2 separate regions of the Mus musculus genome follow, and region 2 is linked to region 1. The links are chromatin contacts, called in public HiChIP or PLAC-seq maps. All regions are on one chromosome and are shown on one strand. The core of a region is the stretch at or near the end of the contact, and the rest is flanking DNA. Distances in the headings are between cores, read along the strand shown. Region 1 holds the start of Tcea1 (transcription elongation factor A (SII) 1). Region 2 overlaps Atp6v1h (ATPase, H+ transporting, lysosomal V1 subunit H).

What was found. HiChIP or PLAC-seq counts read pairs in DNA pulled down with a chosen protein or histone mark.
Region 2: an H3K27ac HiChIP or PLAC-seq map of embryonic stem cells shows a contact between it and region 1, with 2.4 times the contacts expected there. The contact joins the enhancer-like site here to the promoter of Tcea1 in region 1. A contact is called at or near these places in 11 of 39 promoter capture datasets (the 3T3-L1 cell line, 3T3-L1-derived adipocytes, the C10 cell line and 5 more), 1 of 484 Hi-C or Micro-C datasets (pancreatic cancer cells) and 2 of 115 datasets of contacts at active chromatin or transcription factors (bone marrow-derived macrophages and embryonic stem cells).

The regions. Positions count from the first base shown.
Region 1 is chr1:4,852,704-4,859,065 of GRCm38.p6, forward strand. It overlaps Tcea1 (transcription elongation factor A (SII) 1), which reads left to right and starts at 4,991. Exons shown (of 10, transcript NM_011541.4): 1 at 4,991-5,273. The coding sequence starts at 5,211.
Region 2 is chr1:5,131,868-5,138,403 of GRCm38.p6, forward strand. Atp6v1h (ATPase, H+ transporting, lysosomal V1 subunit H) reads left to right here. Exons shown (of 14, transcript NM_133826.5): 10 at 1,217-1,395; 11 at 3,945-4,070. Among named protein-coding and RNA genes, the nearest start is that of Atp6v1h, 52 kb to the left of the region's middle. Within about 2 kb of position 2,409, at least 9 of the 459 cell types and tissues checked have an H3K27ac peak or open chromatin away from gene starts, as enhancers often do. A contact at or near this core is called in embryonic stem cells and liver, where this site is marked.

The DNA.
Region 1 (6,362 bases), core at 3,741-6,240:
CCCAGCATGGCACCACCTGCAATGGGCTTGGCCTTTCCCGGTCACTCACTAAGTAAGAAAATGCCCTACAGGCTCTGCCTGCAGCCCAATCACACAGGGGCATTTTCTTAATTGAGCTTTACTCTTCTCAGATGACTTAGCTTGTATCAATCAAGTTGACAAAACTTCTTGGCATACTTACTGAAAGAACATTTAAAATACTATGAACATCTATCTCTATGTAAGGAGAGTGGGCTACGGGTAGAATGTATGAAGCCATGGGTCCAGTCCACAGTGCTGCAATAGATAACATAGATAAAACAGATAACGTAGATAAAAATAAACAAAATGTCTATTAAAATACAGGCTGCCCAGACTGGCTCCAAGAAGATAGAAAGAAATTGATAGAAAGAAATGAGCGCCAGGCGTGGTGGCGCACACCTTTAATCCCAGCAGTTGGGAGGCAGAGAACTCAGGCAGATTTCTGAGTTCGAGCCCAGCCTGGTCTACAAAGTGAGTTCCAGGCCAGCCAGGGCTATACGGAGAAACCTGTCTCAAAAAAAAAAAAAAAAAAAAAAAAGGAAATAAATGAGCTTGGATCCATTATGAGAGAAAGCAGAGGGGGAGGGGGGGCTGAGGGGGGAGAAAGAAAAGAAAGAAGGGGAGGGGGAGGAAAAAGCAAAACAAAAAAAAAGCCCCAAGACCAGATGGTTAAGCCTACCAGACCTGAGCCCCTGAGTGTAATTAAACCCCTTGTCTGGTCTCCTTAGCTCAGTTCATTACTTTCTTGCTTCATGATCAATTTTCCCCCAAAATCACTTCAAAATACAACCAAAATAGACATCTGTGCAATAGGCAGCCATTTGCATTCAGCTCGAGGCTTAGCAGTGATTGGCTGTTGACTTTTAGCACTTGGTAAAAATGCGCCTGCAGTTCCTATATAGGGAACTCCATATTACAGACATTTACATCATTCCCACTATAGTGAGAACTCAGTCTGGGATTAAAGAAGTAATTGAGCTGGGTGTGGTGGCTCGAGCATTTAATCCCAGCACTCGGGAGGCAGAAGCAGGCGGATTTCTGAGTTCAAGGCCAGCCTGGTCTACAGAGTGAGTTCCATTGTTTTTGGCTAGTATAAATCGCACTAGAGCCCAGCATAATACCAGGCTATATATCAGAATGGAGTCACTTATACCAAAACTTTCAGGTATTAAACTGAAAACTCTTTATCTGACCTTCCCTGATTTTGAGGGGGCATGTATCAAATTTACCAAATAAGCTAGTTTTAGTTAAGCTAGTAAAATTCACGCTCCTCAGGCCTCACACAAAAGTAACATAATGCTGACTTCTTTTTTAAATTGTTCTCTCTGTTCTAGTTTACAAGTAACTGACCGGAGTTTTTAAAATTATTTTTTAATTTTTGCTTTCTTCAGCCTTTTCCTGCCTATATAACAGCTCTGAACATGTGTTTTTCCCTCTCCGCAGAATGGAGTTGTACTGACTCTAATAAGGTGCTGCAGTCAACTGAGATTGTAATTCTGACCTTCCTACAAGAACACTTTTCAACTGTATCAAACTGCATGAGAAAACACCCTTTTGAAACAGTCTAAGAAACCAGTATTACCAGCCAAGGAGGACCAAGGCCACACTATAGGATCCCATTCTTATTCAGTAAAGTCTAGGCTATCCAGAATGTAAGAGTGGCTCAACATACAAAACCAATCGTATGTATGTAACATTAATAGTGTTAGATTCATTTATTTTTAAACAGACATAGAGAACGCAGGAAGAAGGACTTGGGTGAATAAACCATATTTATTCACATCAATAACATCAAAGAGGCATCTTGTCACCCATGTGTTCGGATGTCCAAATGGGTGAAAAGGACATAGTCCGTAAGGGAAGCTGGGAAATATCTAGTCCTTCAGCAGGAAACTAGGAAAAATAGCACCTAATTATCTCAACACCAAATTACGATAGAAACAAATTAGAAATAGGAACATCGTGTGTCTCTAAAAACCAGTGGACATTATACTCCACAAAGGAAAGAAAGTTTTCCCTGTACAGTCAGAGATAAGGAAAAGAGAACTGTTTTCACTTGTATAGTACAGCATGCTGAAAGCTGTAGGGTTCTAGCTGTTCCTCTTCAGACACTGACTGACCAGGTAGACTGCAGTACTGTGAAGAGGCTAGATTTCTGCATACTCACCTACACTTGGGCTAGTTCAAGCCCTCTGACAGAATTCCTTCTCACCCACTTTGTCTAAACTAAACTCTTGTGACTAATAGATAACCTTTTCAGATCTTAGCAGACCACTAGCTTCCATCGACCCAAAAGCTTCATCGTGCTGAAACCACCACTGACATATCCACCAATACATTTGAAATTTGCCTTGATTTATTACTTTCTCTTGTAGAACTACAAACTTTGGTTTTTTTAGACAGAGTCTCTCTGTGTAGCCCTGGCTGTCCTGGAACTCACTCTGTAGCACAAGCTGGCCTCGAACTCAGAAATTCACTTGCCTCTGCCTCCCAAGTGCTGAGATTAAAGGTGTGCACCACCACGCCTGGCCTTGAACTATAAACTTTCATGAAACTGCTTCCACTTTGGAACATGGAATTTGGAATAAAATAAGTCTGTGTTCCTGGCCATGGTAACTCAAAATGCCTCCAAAATAAGCTATATATTATTTCCTTTGAGATGAAAGCTGTGGTTTTTACATCAACAATGTTATGCTTAGTTTTGTTTTGTTGAGATAGTGTTTCTCAGTGTGTAGCCCCCTGGGGGAGGAGAAAGAAAACAACTAGCTCAAGAGCCTAGCCAGGGTTAACTCAAATCACCTTAACTTTGCCTTAGGCAGCAACATCACCACCTGCAAGGCTATTGTTTACAAACAAAGATGCTAGCTAGACTATTGAGCCATGGAGATCAACCTAGTACTTGGGTGGAGGCAGGAAAATAAAGTCAATCTTAATTACACAATAAGCTTGGGTGTTTTCACCCTGGGGGTGGACCTAGGTATTGTCTACCCATTCCTAAAGTTCCAAGGACAAAACAATTCACTCTGGAGAACCTATGAGTTTATAAGGCACAGTGCATAGATGATCCTAAAGCAACCACAAGGGGAAGTCTGCACCTTCCCCATCCCCGTCACCTAGATATGGGCTCCTCTGTGGATAATGCAGCCCTGTTCCTAATCGTTTCCAGCCTACAGACTAGCCCTTCCTCTGAAACCTGAGGCCATCCCCAATTAGGGCAGAACTGCAAACAACTAGTTGGAAGGGATGGCTGGATATGTGGGTGAGGTCTAGTGATCCTCCAGGCCTACCTCTATGAACTTCAACAGTCAACAAGCTCTATGATGAACTTCCCAAGCAGGCACAACTGAGCTCAGAGTAATAACAGCTCTTCCGCTCTATGTTCCTGATGATAAATGATGGAAAGCTTGGAAACTGTCAGGGGTCATAATGTACAGCACGTGTGGTTCTGTAAACACCTCGTACTTGAAATCAGTTAAACTGGATATGGTGGTGCTCGCCTGCAATCCTAGCAGGATTTTATGGATAACTTGGGCTTCATAGATAACTAAGGCAAGCATAGGCTACAAAAGACCCTGTCTAAAAACAAAAAGCTAAAATGGTAAACTTTGTTTCTCTTACAACACTTAAAACTTAACTTGAGGCTGGGGAGATGGCTAAGTGGACAGGAGTACTTGTTTTCCAAGCATGAGTGCCTGGGGTTCTGAGATGGAATTCCCAGCACCTGCAGAAAAAAGCTGGGCATAGATGTGCATTCCTGCAACCACAATGCTTGGGAGTCTAAGAGAGGCCGATTGGGGAATTTGCTGGCCAGTCAGCCTAGCTGACTTCAAACTTCTAATTCAGGGAGAGACCCTGTCTCAAGGCAGTGGAGACCAGATAGATATCTTGAACCATAAAGGGCTTTATCTTAGTATAGAGAGAATCTTAAGTGGTAAATTTTGGTTAATGGTAATTAACTTTGAAATGCTGTTATGCATAGTGTGAATTGGTAGTAAATGGTTTAACTGGACACAGACCCACTTTCTCATCTGCAAATGAGAAAATGTTGTCCCCTCTTTTTTTTTTTTTTTTTTTTTTTTTTCCGGTTTTTCGAGACAGGGTTTCTCTGTGTAGCTCTGGCTGTCCTGGAACTCACTTTGTAGACCAGACTGGCCTCGAACTCAGAAATCCGCCTGCCTCTGCCTCCCAAGTGCTGAGATCAAAGGCGTGGGGCACCACTGCCTGGTGATTGTCTCCTCTTTATTACCTCACAAGGAAATTGAAGGAAAAGGACAAAGAAAATAAATGAAAAGCATGAGTTATGGGTGAAAAATGGTACTGAACCATTTACTTTCAATAGAAACTGATTAGTCAAAGTGGAATTCACTGTTACCCTGGGGAGCTATACTTTATTTGATCTTAAGTTTAAAGTGTGAAAATGCACATTAGTTATATGCCACGGCCTTCTATCATGCTTGGTGACAAATGTTTAATTTGACACGACATGTGTTTTAGTTAACTTTTTTCATTGGAAAGAAGATATTTTGAGTCTTAAAAGTCTGTAATGTTCATTGGCTCCTGATTTATTAACTTTCAACACATGGAACAAAGTAAAAACAATCCCAGACACTATACATGTCATTTTTTTACCGTGGCTTTTTTTAAGTCACAATTCTCAAGGCCGTCGTCTTTTTAGTCGGTTTTCATCAGCAGGCTAGATGGTTTGAATATCTGAGTCCAAGAGTGAGCCTCAGTGCTCATGCGCTTTAAGCCCTCGGCAATGCCTGTCCTGCGTCCCAGAGAACGCTCTGCCGGAGGGGTTTCGATGGAACTCGTAGCAACCTACCGCCTACTGCCTGATCCCTCTGGCGTGAAAGCCGGACTCCGTCCAACTCCAGCTCGCCAGCAACGCGAGTCCGGATAGGGCCGGAAGTTCCAGACTGCTGGGGGCGGGAATAGATTAAAAGAACAGCGCACGCCTGAGCGAGCCACTTCTACTTTCCAGTCTCCTGCGATCGATTCGTAGTGCCTGTGTGGCGCGCGCGGTGCTTGACTGGCACGGCCTAGGGGGCGGAGCGCTTATCCCTGCCGCCGCGGGCCGGGTCTGTGAGGAAGGCCTAGGCCAGCGGCTTCGCGGCTTGTCCAACGTCCGCGCAGCTTCTCTCGCTTCCCGTCCGCTGTGGCCGGGCGAGGGGAGGCCTTCCGGAGCCATGGAGGACGAGGTGGTTCGCATTGCCAAGAAGATGGACAAAATGGTGCAGAAAAAGAATGCGGTAAGCGGGCGGGCCCGGGGCAGGCCGCGGCCGAGTCCGCGACACCGGCCCACGCGGAGTCAGTCAGGGCCGGGCCGGGCCGGGCCGCGCCGCGCGCCCTCCGGGCTTTCAGGTCCGTGCTGCCCACGGCCGCAGTGAGCCCAGGACTGAAGCCCTCGACGCTGGGCTGAGAGAATGTACGGTGGCCGCCGCCGGTTACCCCAGAGCGGCTTCGCTGGGTGCCGCGGTCAGTTGCAGACGGGCCGTAAAGTGTGTTTATCCCAGCTCTGCCTTACACCCACTTGGTAATCACAAACAGAAAATACGCCGCCCCTTGGCAAGTCGGCCTGCGTGCGATGTGCCGGGCAGCCGGCTGCTGCTGCTCCGCGGGTATGGTGCTGAGGCTGCAGCGGGACGGATGACATCCTCTGTTCCTTGATTGGTCTGTGTGGATGTGTCCCTCGGTGTGTACCACTTTCCATCCCTTTGCTTCCACACTTGACCTCTCCAGCCAGCTTCACTTGAATCTCTTCTTCCAGACGCAGCAGGTTTGCATTATCAAAACACCAGAGACTTTTGCCATTTGTGAAGTAAAAGCCGTGCAGAGATGCTAAACGTTTGTGCAGTGAGTGCTTTAGAGTTACGCGCCTCTGCAGAATTCTTTTTATGAGTCAAGAAACTGAGTCAGAGCTAAAGTGCTGTCGCTTAAATACTGTGTAGTTTTGCTTGAGCTAGGAGCTCGCTGACTTTCCACTCGCTGCCAGCTTAGGATTTAGTGTTAATACCAAATAATGTAAGACTTTCAGACGCCCCCGGTTCCTCTTTCTTAAACAGGTGTGTTGACCCGCATTTAATTTCATGCCCCGTTAATCCGTATGTACGATTTTGGTCCTTTCAAATATTTCCTGTTTGTTTTCTGTTCCAGATATTAGCCTGTGTTGTTTTTCTTTCTTACTGATTGAGCTATTTCATTACTTGATGCAGGTGATGAGTTCTGGTTATATGATAGGTTAAACATTTTTTTTTTTTTTAAATTGGGAAACCTCTCTCTGGCTGAAGGTTCCCAGATTGCCACAGAGGAAACTCGCAAGAAGAAAAAAGTCATTAACT
Region 2 (6,536 bases), core at 1,159-3,658, 280 kb after region 1:
ACAGAGGTATTTCATATTCAGAGGTAGGTTTCTGATTGTATGATTATAGATAGTCACCTTTTATTTATTTATTTATTTATTTACTTATTACGTATTTTCCTCAATGACATTTCCAATGCTATCCCAAAAGTCCCCCATACCCTCCCCCCCACTTCCCTACCCACCCATTCTCATTTTTTTGGCCCTGGCGTTCCCCTGTACTGGTGCATATAAAGTTTGTGTGTCTGATGGGCCTCTCTTTCCAGTGATGGCCGACTAGGCCATCTTTTGATACATATGCAGCTAGAGTCAAGAGCTCCGGGGTACTGGTTAGTTCATAATGTTGTTGTACCTACAGGGTTGCAGATCTCTTTAGCTCCTTGGATATGTTCTCTAGCTCCTCCATTGGAGGCCCTGTGATCCATCCAATAGCTGACTGTGAGCATCCACTTATGTGTTTGCTAGGCCCCTGCATAGTCTCACAAGAGACAGCTATATCTGGGTCCTTTCAGCAAAATCTTGCTAGTGTATGCAATGGTGTCAGCGTTTGGAAGCTGATTATGGGGTGGATCCCTAGATAAGGCAGTCAGTCTCTAGATGGTCCATCCTTTTGTCGCAGCTCCAAACTTTGTCTCTGTAACTCCTTCCATGGGTGTTTTGTTCTCAATTCTAAGAAGGGGCACAGTGTCCATACTTTGGTCTTCATTCTTCTAGAGTTTCATGCATTTGACAAATTGTATCTTATATCTTGGGTATACTAAGTTTTGGGCTAGTATCCACTTATCAGTGAGTACATATTGTGTGAGTTCCTTTGTGATTGGGTTACCTTGCTCAGGATGATGCCCTCCAGGTCCATCCATTTGCCTAGGAATTTCATAAATTCATTCTTTTTAATAGCTGAATAGTACTCCATTGTGTAAATGTACCACATTTTCTGTATCCATTCCTCTGTTGAGGGGCATCTGGGTTCTTTCCAGCTTCTGGCTATTATAAATAAGGCTGCTATGAACATAGTGGAGCATGTGTCCTTCATACCGGTTGGGACATCTTCTGGATATATGCCCAGAAGAGGTATTGCTGGATCCTCCGGTAGTACTATGTCCAATTTTCTAAGGAACCGCTAGATTGATTTCCAGAGTGGAGTACTGGTTAAATGGGAAACTCAAAGAAAGGTGTAAAGAAGTATGGATGTTTGCAAATATCATGTACTTTCTTCATGTCTCTTTGTCTAACTCAGAATTTCTTAGAAAAATCAACGGAAAGAGAAACTCGCCAAGAGTATGCTCTGGCTATGATTCAATGCAAAGTACTGAAACAGTTGGAGAATTTGGAGCAGCAGAAGTATGATGATGAAGATATCAGTGAAGACATCAAATTTCTTTTGGAAAAACTTGGTGAGAGTGTCCAGGACCTTAGGTGTGTTATCATCTTCATCATTGTCACATAATTACTTGTGATAGCTCATTCTGTAGCCCTGGCTGCCCAGGAACTCCCTGTGTAGACTTGGAACTCAGAGATCTGCCACCTCTGCTGGGCTAAAGATGTGTACCACCTGTCCTGGCATTAACATGCTTTTTAAAATTGCCATATACTAAATCTCTTGAGATTTGTTTGACCTTGAACTCCTGGACAGAAGTGATTCTGCCTCAGTCTCTTTAGTGGTTGGACACTATTGGTGTGTGTGGTTGGTTATATAACTTTTAAAGAAACTTTGAATTGATTACAAAGTATGAAAATCATATTTTCCTACAAATTCTGTTTTCTGCTGAAACATTCTACATTGTTAACTGTAGCTTAGAGCATTTGGCTATTCTTACTTGGAGAGATTCCTATCATTCTTTATAGAATACTAGTTGAGTGATATGTATATTTTATCATATCATATGTATATCTGTTTTCATTATTAGGCTTAGGATATGATTATTTAAAAATGCTAGTTTACTTAAACTCACTTGTCTGCATTAAGTAACTATTCAAACAGGATATTCTTGTCAATGTACCCTCTCTATCCTGGTTAAACTGAATTGTCTGTCAACATTAATGGTTCCATCTTTTAAAATTTTACTTGAAAGTAAGTCCAAGCATGTCTTGATACAGTCTGTTTAGTGGCTCTATTAGCTATTTTTCTCATTCTGCTACTCACACTGAATGTCAGTAGTGTTAATCCCAGCAAATGAGAGTAAAGATCATTACCCAAAATCTTTGGCCAAATTAAGCAAGCTTTATTTTCTGTCAGACATGGCTAACTTCCTAAAGCAGGGTTTGAAAAAAAAAAATAGCATTTAACATAGGAAAAGTAGGCTTTATATAGTCTAAAAAACTACAAGGCTAGGGAATTTTCAGGGGTTGGGAGATTTCCAGAGGGATTTTGGTTACACCAGAGCTTGGCTGAACATTGCAGAATGATTTGGCAGAACATCTTAGCATCTGGGTACATTCAAGGTATGAATCAAACTCCAGAGGGTGGGGGTCATGTCAGATTCCAGCAACAGGCTAAAGCACAGTCAACTTGAATTTTGCTGTACAAAGAAATGAACTTACCTAATCTTATAACAAAAATGGTCCATCCTTAAGTTGGAGTCAGGCTGGTCAATCAATTCCTGTAATAAAATTTCCTGACAAAGGATAAAAGTTTGTTTATTTTAACTCAGTTCCAGAGTGTGTGCCTTCTTTTCTGGTGTAGAGGTTATGGTGGCTGGAGCTTGTGACAGCTGATCATATTGTATCTGCAGTCAGGAAATAGGAAAGGATGAATGGTTGTGCTTCTGTCACTTTCTCCTCCTTATGCAGTCCAGGACCCAGCATAGGGATGAGTGCCATTTAAAAATGCACACATCTTTGTGCCTTGTCTTCATTGCTTTCTTGTTGCTGTGATAAAGTAATAAAATACCCTGACAAAAGCAATTTAAGGAAGAAAGTATTTATTTATGTTAGCTTACAGTTGTCAAGGGATAAGAAAGTCAATGATGAGAACGACTTGGGAAGGCAGCAACAGGCGTCTGGTGGGTCACATTACATCTGCATTCAGAAAGCAGACAGTGAACAGGAAATTTGAATCTGAAAAGCCTCTAGGTACATCTTCAGTAACCTACTTCTTCCAAGACTCCACCTTGTAAAGATCCCACAGTCATCTCAGACCGCACCCCTACCTAGGGACCAAGTGTTAAAGATGAGACTAAATGGGCCGTTTAACATTCACACCAGAAACTTCAAATCAAGTTGACAAATCCACCCACAGTAAATAAACCACACTTAAAAACAACCAAGTTACATACAAGTTTAGTTACTGAGTTTTGAATTACAATGTATTGAGTTTGTTAACATATAGAATTTTTGTTTTAATTTTGAAAGATTATTTCCACAAGTCATGTTTATATTAATAGTCATACTTAGTATTATATGAATACATGTGTGATACTGTTTTGTGATATAATAAGATATCTGCTTTTTACATATATTTACAATAATATATCTACTGACTTGGCAAATTACACTGCTATGACTCTCAGGGTAGAAATTGTCTATTTTCTAAAATATACGAATACATATTCATATATTAATTGGGAATAAAGATTTTGGTAGCAAGTAAAGATTTTAATATTCACACCAAACATTCAACTTTGGCAATGTTGGACCTTAGTTTCTATGATTTGTTGGTGATTAAACTGTTGAAGTTTATATAGTAGTGGTTAATATTTAGAGGGCAGTGAGTCATTGTAGTTGTTATTCTTGTTATTTTTTGAAACAGGGTCTTAACTATGTAGCCTTGTCTGACCTAGAAATGGGTACATAGATCAAGTTGGCCTTGAACTAACAGGTCTGCCTGCCTCTGCTTCTTGAGTGCTGGGATTCTAAGTGTGTATAAAGACCAGACTCAGTCTTTGTAACTAAGTCATATTTTAATTTGCTTAATTTTGTAGTAGCCCTTAGATTCTTATAACTGGAATTTTAAAATAATTTTATAGCTCATTTGATGAATACAGTTCAGAACTTAAATCTGGAAGATTGGAATGGAGCCCTGTACACAAGTCTGAGAAATTTTGGAGAGAAAATGCCGTGAGGTTGAATGAGAAGAACTATGAACTCTTGAAGTAAGTTAGGATCCCATGTTCTGCTCTATAATTATACAGATCTTCATTAACATTTAGCTTTGTTATTAGGTGCTCTGTCATTTTCATTTATGTTTACTTGCTAAGTAATGTGTTGAATACTTTTTATGCTTTTGATCAGTTAGGTGTTAATCTTTTCCAAGAGAAGTACCTGTCAATTTGATAAACTTTTTTTTTAATGAGAATGTGATATTCTGAGCATGATTTTTTGTCATGTATTCATTGAGACTATTTTACCTTTTGTTTCATGCCATTTTACTATTTAACTGTGATCTTGATAAACACAAGCTATTGATTTTAAGAGTCAATCTCCTAATATTTCTGTATATGGCTAGTGCTTTTCTTTGTCTTGGTTAAGATTTTGCCTACCAAGGGCAAAGAGATATCCTTGTATTTTTTTGTTTTGATCTTTTTTTCTGTGGTACTGGGATTAACCCTAGGACCTAGACCATTGCCAGGTAAGTTTTCTACTCACTAGGCTATATTCCATCTTTTTTAAAAAAAAGTTTTTCTCTTTCCTTTCTTCTTTTTTTCCTTTTCCCCTTTTCCTCAGTGTCCCCTTTTTTCCTGTAGCCTAGGCCTGACCTGGAACTCATGACAGTTCTCCTGACTCAGCCTCCCACATGCTGGAATTACAAGTGTGTGTTACGGATCTCTGCCTGCTTGTTCTTCTCTTCCTTTCTCTTTTGGAAGATCCTTACTAAATAGTATTTCCAAGGTTGGCTATGGCAATGAATAATTAATTAATTAATTATGTAACAGTTTCTACATTGAAACAACCTATTAATTGATATTTACACAATGAAGGTACCTTTTTTTTGTTTTGTTTGTTTGTTTGTTTTTGTTGTTTGTTTTTCAAGGCAGGGTTTCTCTGTATAGCCTTGGCTGTCCTGGAACTCTCTTTGTAGACCAGGCTGGCCTCAAACTCAGAAATCCACCTGCCTCTGCCTCTTGAGTGCTGGGACTAAAGGTGTGCGCCACCACGCCCGGCGAAGGTACCTTTTTATGCTATTTTATTCATAGCTTTGTTGTTTGACCTTATATTTTGGTCTCCAATGTATCCAAAGTTATGGTCATGAATTATGGTTGTGAAGTAGAAATCAACATTTACCCTTTATGTAATATCTAATTGAAAATTGTACTTCTTAGGTTAGGGGTCTGACTCAATGGCTACAAGTGGTGCTTGCCGCACAGCCATTAGTATCCCTAGCACATACATAAAAAGCTGGGTGTGGTCCATGCACCTTTAACCTCCATTGTGGTGTGATCAGGGGTGGCAGGGTGGACCGACAGGAAGATTCCTAGAACTTACCAGCAGACAATGTAGCCAACAAAACAAAACAAAACAAAACAAAACAAAACAAAACAAAAGCTCAGCAAGTCTATGTTCAGTGAAAGATTGTTAAGGGAATAAGGCAGAGAGTGATAAGAGAAAGATACCCATATGGCTGTCTCTGGTCTCTGGGCTTGTATGCACACACAATTAAAAGACCAAAATAGCATTTCCGTTTGGGTTCTGTAGCTTTGTTCTCTCATGATAACATGACTAAATGTATATTCCTTCCTTTTGAATTGAAATATTTATATACTATAATCTATTAAAAATATAATTCAGTGAATTTTTAGTATATTTACAATAGTGTAGGACTTCTAGTAATCAAAGTTTTGAAACATTTTTGTTACTTCAAAAAGATATTTCAGTGCCCCTAGTTATTACCTTTCCATACAACTCATTTGTTTAGCCTTAACTAACCTTTCGTCTGTTTTATGTTTCTATGAATTTGGTTATTACAGAAATCTTATGTAAATGTAAGAATCTATTTGTCTTTAAAATCTTCTATTAAATATCTGACAAATTTTGTACATATTTAGTGCATTCTGATTGCTCATACCATCACCCTGTCTTTTTTCCCTCTCATCTCTAACTCACCTATCTCCTTTGTACAAATCCCTTTCTCCCCATCATGTTCTTTTTGTCCTTTGGATACTGGTATCTTTCATTTAACCGTGTATTCATGGTTCATCCAAGTTGAAGCGCTTGTGAGTACGTATTCCTTCATATAGATGAATAGTACTCCAGTGTACATACAAGACTGTTGATTATTTTAATGCACAAGCTTGATTCCACTAGTAGTACTTACTGTACAAGTTGATATGGGAACATATATTTTCATATATTTTGCTTGAGGCAGCTAGTCATATTGCATTTGCAGTCAAGAAGTAGGAGGAAGACTGGGAGCTTGGAGAGATGGCTGAATATTTAGGAACACTAGTTGCTCTTCCAGAGGACCCAGATTTAATTCCTAACATCCACATAATGGCTCCAGTTCCAGAGGATTGACTGCTCTCTCCTGGTGTCTGCAGGCAGTGGGTGCACATGTAGACAAAATACCCAAACACATTTAAAAAAAAATCAGAAAACAAAATAAAAGAGAGGGATGAATTCTT